Linked DNA regions of Macaca mulatta: region 2 is linked to region 1. A link is a contact called in public Hi-C data. All regions are on one chromosome and are shown on one strand. The core of a region is the stretch at or near the end of the contact, and the rest is flanking DNA. Distances in the headings are between cores, read along the strand shown. Region 1 overlaps CPVL (carboxypeptidase vitellogenic like). Region 2 has its middle 25 kb from the start of TRIL.

Region 1 (4,211 bases), core at 686-3,185:
CAGTCACTGGCAGTGGACATGAGGTAGGAGGTGGGACTCAAATAGAGAGGTGGGGCTTGGATGCTGGATCAAACTGAGGACTAGCTAAGACAGGGCCTGGGCAGAAGCAGCTTTCCATAAGACACGCCTATCAGTGGGCCATGTCAGTTTACCATCGTGACGGCAACAACCCAGCGTTACCACCCCTTTCCATGGCAATGACCCAAAGACACAAAAGCTACTATCCATTCCCTAGAAAATTCTGCATGAACCAACCCTTAATCTGCATGTAATTAAAAGTGGGTTTAAATATGACTGCAAAATTGCCCTAAGTTGCTCCTCTGACTAGGCAGTAGCCCTGCAGGAGTAGACATGGAGCTGTAACACTGCCCCTTCAATAAAGCTGTTTTCTTCTACCTCCATCTCACCTTGAATTCTCTTTTTTTGTTTTTTTTTTTAATTGAGACAGTTTCGCTCTTGTTGTCCACGCTGGAGTGCAATGGTATGATCTCAGCTCACCGCAACCTCTGCCTCCCAGGTTCAAGCGATTCTCCTGCCACAGCCTCCTGAGTAGCAGGGATTACAGGCATGCACCACCAAGAAGAGGTAATTTTTCTATTTTTAGTAGAGACAGGGTTTCTCCATGTTGGTCAGGCTGGTCTGGAACTCCTGACCTCAGGTGATCTGCCTGCCTCGGCCTCCCAAAGTGCTGGGATTACAGGTGTGAGCCACCACACCTGGCCACCCTTGAATTCTTTTCTGGGCAAAGCCAAAACCCCTCACAGGCTAAGCCCCACTTTGGAGCTCACCTGCCCTGCACTGGACCAACACAAGCTCAGCAACAGGAATCCTGGCAGTGCTGCTCTGTTGGAGCCGGTGAGGGGAGCCCTCTTTTGCATTCATTCAACATCTAGCGAGGCTGAGCCATGATCCTCTCCACCTGGCACAGGACACAGAGTTTTCTCATTTAATATAGGAAGCCTGCTTCCTAGCTGCATTGCTATGAAGCTTTGTTGAGCAACACTACATATCATTTCCCATTGCAAACCAACATGTAGGAGAAAACTATAGTAGCGCTTACATTTGGCTGCTAAGAAAATAACTATAGGTCCACCACTAGACTAAGCACCAGGAGGGCAGGGGCTTTGGGGATTGCTTACTACTGTCTCACCAGCACCAAGAACAGCAGCTGGCACATAATAGGCAATTGGTAAACAATGGCAGAAGAAGAGTGGCACCAGCTAGTGTACTCCAAATCAAAGTTAATAAATTTCATAATTTTTTTTAAACCAGAGAGGCATTGTGACTAAATAGCACATTCCAAATAAGAAAAGAGGGAGAGTATTTTAACATCTTGTTCGTGAAAAAGTTTTATTTCCAAACACAAAAGCAGCAAAACTGTGAATGGTAAATGTCTCCTTACAGCCATGCACTATTAATAGTCCAAAAGAATGGGATTTTCAGAAAAATGAAAGTTGGTTTTCAAAGGGAGCAAATGAAAGCTCCACTCTTTAAACCTGTAGTAGCCCGTTTGCAGGTTTCCAAGCGACCTTCTTATTGCAAACACCCATCTGGAGAGCTGGAGAGAAGAATGTGGCCACAAAGGGAAACGAAGAGTGTAAACTATAAAGGAAACAGCTGAAATCAGTTTTCTGCACTACCCTTGATTAGCTATTTTCCAGTTCTAAGAGCCCGAAGCAAAAAGAACTACAACAGCTATAAACAATAGATGCTTTGAAATAGGTTCCCTTTACATGTCAGGCAAGAGGAGATGGACCACATGTCAGCAGTCGACATCCCCATATGGAGGGGCAACTGGAAGCTGTAACAGTCTTCGGGGGAGGGGAAGGACACACAGAAACGGCTTGGCAGTGATGCTCTGTCTTAGAGGGGGCCGATGCAGCTCTTCAATACAGAACCTCTGCCCTCAGGGTGTTTGCTAGTTAACCACTGAGCTTGTTTGGATTTAAACCAAAGAGGGATGGGAGGTGGGGGTGGGGAGTAGGTCTCTAATCTGAAGAAAGAGAGCACACAGTGCCAAGAGAGCCCTGGCCCTGGCTCTGAGGAAGCCTGTGAGGAGGACTGCCGTCCGTCACGTCTGTGGAGGGAAGGGGAGGGGGTGCTGGGGGGAACACCCCACCAGGAACTTGGCAAATATGTCCCTAGGACCCCACTGTACATGGAAGCAGAAGTGTGGGGTCCTGGGCATCCCCCTAGACACTGAATAGAAGTGATTGAATCATGGAACATGTGAAAAACAAAAGTGGAGAAGACAACAGCCATATTCTTTTCTAGGTGGGCAGAGGGAGAGATCTTTGGGAAAGGGGCTTGGAAGTAGTTCTTTCTTCTCTCCCTCCAGCCACCTATCTGCCTTAGAGAGAAAGAAAAGTGAAACGGAAAGCTTTTGTCAGAGATCAGCGAACTCTGACTCCTATTAGATGCGCTTTCGCTTTGGGGATTGGTAGTAATTAACAGAGTGCTTGGTGGAGGTGTGGGGTAGGGAGCTAGTTAACTCCTTCTGGCCACTAGGGTTCTTTTAGCAAATTATTATAATAATTTAGTAAATTATTATAATGCATAAAGCGGTGCCCTAGTGACCAGAAAGGATTTGGTCTCTAGTAATAATTTGTAGACTGGAAAAATCTGACCAAATAAGAAAGGTCATTTGCTTTTTTTAAAATGCTAAAAATAGCACTGATTAATATGAGTAAATAAAGGGAGACATTATATGGACACTATTTGGCCAGACTTACAACTTTACATTTTTCCTTTTTTTTTTTTTTTTTTTTTAAGCAAAAGAAAACTTTCACAAGAAGAAGGGAGAATACTAGAGACTAACAAGCTAAGTTTTCAGCATGGACAAGTCATGAACTAGAAGCAGAAAGTAAAAAATTGCATCCAAAAGCCACAAAAAGAAGAATCCTGGGAAACAAACAAATATCTGAAAAGATGTTGTCTCCCCAGAAATGCAAAGTTAAATACAATTTTGGAAAACAAGCAGAAACCTTTCAGAGGTCTGGTTGAAAGTTTTAAAAAATAATCTTTAATTGAAAAATTCTGCTGTGTGGATGTGAAAGTATCCTTAAATTATCTTCAGGAATTGGACTATAAGGCTCAGTCAATAATAATTCCAATGCTAGAATAATTTTCCTGTTGAGATAGAAAAATGTTTGGTCTGAAGAAGGCCAAGAGAAAGCGGGAGCATGTTACCTGTATAAATCCCGTGCTACGTCGTCCTCATTGACTGCATATCCGTGGGTATCATCAGTAAAACTGAAGCCTGTGCCCACCTGCAGAAGAAATAGACAAGCAGGTATAAATACGGAGAAACACATGCCTTAGAGACCTGCAGGGAGGTCCCACACTGGAAGGCAACCTTGTTCCAAAGGCCAAGCTCAGACTTCAGATTTTTGCCATCATCTCCCCGTGCCTTTAGCCCTCCTCCCAGGAGGATGCTGAGTGCCACCTATTCTCTCTACCCCCCAAAGCCCAAACAAAACAGCAACACAGAGCTTTGCCCTGGGGTCAGCGGCTGAGCTGCCCTGGTCCTCAGTGGAGACTCTGCCAGATGTTGATTTAAGGAAGAAGAATTCATCTTTTCCATCCCCTGCTACAGTATCAAAAGATCCAAAGTTGTCTCCTCTCCCTGGAGAGTGCTTTGCTCTGTCCTGCCAAGAAAAAACTCTTAGTCGGTGTGGTGGCTCACTTTTGTAATCCCAGCACTTTGGGAGGTTGAGGCGGGCAGATCATCTGAGGTCAGGAGTTCAAGACCAGCCTGGCCAACATGGTGAAACCCGATTTCTACGAAAAATACAAAAATTAGCCAGGCATGATGGTGGGTGCCTGTAATCCCAGCTACTGGGGAGGATGAGGCATAAGAATCACCTGAGCCTGGGAGGCGGAGATTGCAGTGAGCTGAAATCATGCCACTGTATTCCAGCCTGGGTGACTGAGCGAGACTCTGTCTCCAAAAAAAAAGAAAAAGAAAAAGAAAAAAAGAAACTCTCTAGGCTGGAGAAAAAGGTAGTTGTATGTTGTCTTCTTCTTCTTCCTCCTCCTCCTCCCCCTTCTTTTCTTTATTTTCGAGAAATATGGCCATTAAGCCATTTCATCTTCAGTAGGTAAGGAGTTTTAACATAATTAAGACTAATTTTAAACTAATATTTTCTTATACCTGGAAGTTCACAGACAACTGAACTGTAAATTAAAAGAAGCAGCTACTATTTTTACGT
Region 2 (4,211 bases), core at 1,169-3,668, 160 kb before region 1:
TTCCCCTATCCACCTACTGGTGCCCGTGTGTGATGCTCCCCTCCCTGTGTCCATGTGTTCTCATTGCTCAACTCCCATTTATGAGTAAGAACATGTGGTGTTTGGTTTTCTGTTCCTGTGTTAGTTTGCTGAGGATGATGTCTTCCAGCTTCATCCATGTCCCTGCAGAGGACATGATCTCATTCCTTTTTATGGCTGCATAGTATTCCATGGTGTGTATGTGCCACATTTTCTTTATCCGGTCTATCATTGATGGGCTTTTGGGCAGGTTCCAAGTCTTTGCTATCATAAATAGTGCTGCAATAAACATACATGTGCATGTGTCTTTATAGTAGAATGATTTATATTCCTTTGAGTATATGCCAAGAAATGGGATTGCTGGGTCAAAAGGTATTTCTGGTTCTAGATCCTTGGGAATCGCAACACTGTCTTCTACAATGGTTGAACTAATTTACATGCCACCAACAGTGTAAAAACATTCCTATTTCTCAACAGCCTTGCCAGTATCTATTGTTTTTTGACTTTTGAACAGTCACCATTCTGACTGGCGTGAGATGGTATCTCATTGTAGTTTTGATTTGCATTTCTCTAATGATCAGTGATGTTGAACTTTTGTTCATATGGAAAACCAAACCTTTGCTGTGTTAAGCCTTTGCAATATCAGGGTTTATTTGTTACTGTAACAAAGCCTAGACTATCCTGACTAATACAACAGTATTTTAAAACTTTTAAGGTTATAAATGAGTGAATTTAAAGAAAATATTAACTACATAATGGTCCAGGACATAACAAAAATGTTTGAAAGCAATACTCAAATGCCACCAAGTGCTTAGAGTCTTAGAGTTGATTCTACAAAAGAGTGGAAAGTCACTCCCCACCTCTTCTCATCAGGTTTCCCAAGAGACCTGGACCAGGCTAGGGTAAAGTGCAGCCCAGGGCTATAACAGAATAAAGTGAAACTAGTTTCAAGGATCAAATTTGCTGCCTTTCTGGCAACCAGCTGAATTAACTGACTCTAAAAAGCAGAAGCAGTATAATTAGAGTCATTAGGAGTCCAGAGAAAAAGACTTAAAATTACCTACTTTTCCCTGGGTGGTATGACAAACTCTCACTATTTTTGATTTTATGAAGGTCAGCTTTCCTACAGCTCTGTCACTCTATAGATTGGAAGCATGATTTCATACCACGTACTTCAAGGCCAATTTTTCCTTGTCCAGTACTCATAGTCTCACGTGAAGTCCATGTTATTTGTTCATTCCCATTACGCTAGACAGAGAATGGATGCACACATAATTTTCGTCTTGGGGATGATTTAGTAATGATCAAAAGTGAAACTGTTTCAAAGTGGGAAGCAAGGTGCACAGACTCACTTGCCTCCAATTGATTTCTCTTCCTCAAAGAAAAGTCCGGATGGAAGGAACCTTGAGACTTAGGTACCTCTGGGGTGCTGTGACAAAGTAGAAAAAACACGAAACAAGTCATTAGGGAACCCGACTCCAACACTAGTTCAGTTGTTTAGCTTTGAACAACTCCCCTTGCCTCTCTGTGCCTGTGTTTTCCATCTTTAAAATGGAAATATCAACAGTTACCTTAGCCAGGTGCCTTGTAGTGATGTGGAGGCAGATCATAGGCACGACAGTGCTGTGAAAATCGCATGACCAGCAGCTAACTGTGAGTGCTGGGTTCCTACCACATAATGGACTCTGTGCTGGGTACTTTTCACACTTATCTCATTTAATCCTCAGAACAACATATGCAGAAATTGTACCATTATCCCCTTTCTTTTTTGTTTTTATTTTTGTTTTTTTGAGACAGAGTTTCACTCTTGTTAACCAAGCTGGAGTGTAATGGCGCAATCTCGGCTCACCTCTGCCTCCCGGGTTTAAGCAATTCTCCTGCCTCAGCCTCCCAAGAACCTAGGATTACAGGCATGCACCACCTTGCCCAGCTAATTTTTTGTTTTTAGTAGAGACGGGTTTCGCCATGTTGGTCAGGCTGGTCTCAAACTCCTGACCTCAGGTGATCCACCTGCTTTAGCCTCCCAAAGTGCTGGGATTACAGGCATGAGCCACAACACCTGGCCTAACCCTTTCACATATGAGAAAACCAAGACTTAGTTGGAGAGGGTCAGTTACTTCCTAGAAGTCACTCAGTTACCAAGGGGTGGGGCCAGAACTCAAAGTCAAGTGCCAGTGGCCTGGGAGCTGGGGCCCATGTGAATCCCTGCCCCTCAAAGCAAGGCGTGGCTTGTTATCAACTCTGGGTCTGGCTTCTCTGGACTGTGACACAGCCCCATGTTTTGAAACTCCATTTTTCCACACGGGGTTAATCCAAAGAGCCTGCTGGGAGAGGAGAGACCGCTGCAAACCCTGCCAGCATGTTACATGCTGCTTAGCAACCAGTGAAAACAAGCAGCTCTCTAGCAGGAAGGGAAAACCAGCCTCAGGCTGCAGAGGAGGAGTGAAGAAGGGGGAGACACAGGGCCCTGCCTAATCTGGTTGGGTTTGTGTGGCCATGGGCACACGCTAATCTGCTTTCCCCTTAGTGTTAACTGGTCACTATGCTGAGGAGATGCCAGGACCAACAAGGAAGATAGCAAATGAAAAGACCTCATCACCTAAGTTCAACCTCGATCTTGGCATTTAGGCTGCCTGTAGAAGGTGGGTGCAGGCACCAGCCCTCAAAGGGCCTGGAGATAAGCCAGAAAAAGAGCTCAGTTCTCCAAAGCCACCGTTGACTGAGACTCTAAGAGAAGACAATTTCAAATGAATATGAAGGCCTTGATAAAGCTCCACCCATCCAGGAAAGAAAGTAGGGGAGCATTTCAAACTTTCAGCTAAAAGGTTTGAGGTTACAATAACCTTCAGCTTGCCCAGGATATCTTTCTTTTGCTTGAGGAATTTCAAAACATCTCAAAATCTCACAGAAATCTTCATGCCTAAAATCTATGCAGTAGGAGCCACTTCATGAAAAGTAATTAATCACATGACATTTTGATTAATGTAAGGAATTTGAGGAATTGTGAGTTTCAGGAAGGTTGGTGAGAATGTCTTCTCAAAGGAGTTCTCTAACGGAAATAACAAGTGAAGTATCATGAATGGAAGACCAGCATATCTGGAAGCGAGTGTGTTCCTTGCCACTAACTGCCTGTATGTCTTTAGGCATGCCATTTATGTATTCTCTCATCACACATCTAAAGAACCAGGCTGGAGGAAAAGACACAATGGCCCTGTCTGGCCCTGGGGTTGCTTAATGTCTCCGGGGAAGGTTGAGGCCTGAACAAGCCAGTAGCATTTAGCGTGGTCCATGCACTATGTGTCACCATGGGAAGGCATTATGGAGTTGCTGAAGCTCCAGTGGAATCCAGAGGATGAAGACGAGCTTGGCATGTGTAGAAAGGGGAGACAGGTATTGCGGGAGGAAGGGACTGCACGCACTGCCTTGTGGGGGAGTGATGTGGAACTTCATGGATCAATGGGACTGGGGCACAATGAGTTTGTAGGGATATGGCGGGAGATAAACCTGGAGAAGTAAGCCAAGCTCAGATTCATTCCACAGTGCATTCAACACATCGAGCCCCTACCATGTGCCAAGCAATGTGAGAGCAACTGGGATAGAGAAAAATCCCTGCCTTTGCAGAAATTCCACTGGCACAGAGTGGAACAAGGTCCTGAAGAAGACAGGTGACGCACAGCATATGTTATATGACAAGGACTAAAGCCAACTACACCCATGAGGAGGAGGATAAGGAGGTTGCATTTTAGTTTGAACATTTGAAACATGTTCTATAGGAAGCAAGAGAACAAGCCTTGTTGGTGGCTAAGAGGAGAACATTCTAGAAGGAGCATATGAGACCTGAGTACTATCTTAGTTCATTTGTACTACTATAACCAAATCCCTGAGACTGGGTAATTTATAAATAATAGAAACTTGTTTCTCACAGTTCTGGAGGCTGGGAAGTCCAAACTCAAAGCACCAGCAGGTTGGTGTCTGATGAAGGCTGCTGTCTTTATCCAAGTTGGTGCCTCAAATGCTGTGTCCTCACATGACGGAAGGGCAAAAATGTCCTGGGAGCTCCCTTCAACCTCTTTTATAAGGTTGCTAATCCCATTCATGAGGGCTCTGCACCTCCTAAAGACCCTACCTCTTAATACTATCATATTGGCAGTTAAGTTTCAACATACGAATTTGGGAGACACATGCAGACCATA

What was found. Hi-C and Micro-C count contacts between places; a contact is called where the count stands out from the background.
Region 2: a contact with region 1 is called in a Hi-C map of sperm, with 3 times the contacts expected there. The contact joins two enhancer-like sites. A contact is called at or near these places in 9 of 14 Hi-C or Micro-C datasets (CD4 T cells, blood, cortical neurons and 5 more).

The regions. Positions count from the first base shown.
Region 1 is chr3:99,255,220-99,259,430 of T2T-MMU8v2.0, reverse strand. CPVL (carboxypeptidase vitellogenic like) reads right to left here. Exons shown (of 15, transcript XM_028845911.2): 7 at 3,190-3,269. Among named protein-coding and RNA genes, the nearest start is that of CHN2, 100 kb to the right of the region's middle. Within about 2 kb of position 1,935, at least 9 of the 40 cell types and tissues checked have an H3K27ac peak or open chromatin away from gene starts, as enhancers often do.
Region 2 is chr3:99,418,373-99,422,583 of T2T-MMU8v2.0, reverse strand. No RefSeq gene overlaps it. Among named protein-coding and RNA genes, the nearest start is that of TRIL, 25 kb to the right of the region's middle. Within about 2 kb of position 2,418, at least 18 of the 40 cell types and tissues checked have an H3K27ac peak or open chromatin away from gene starts, as enhancers often do.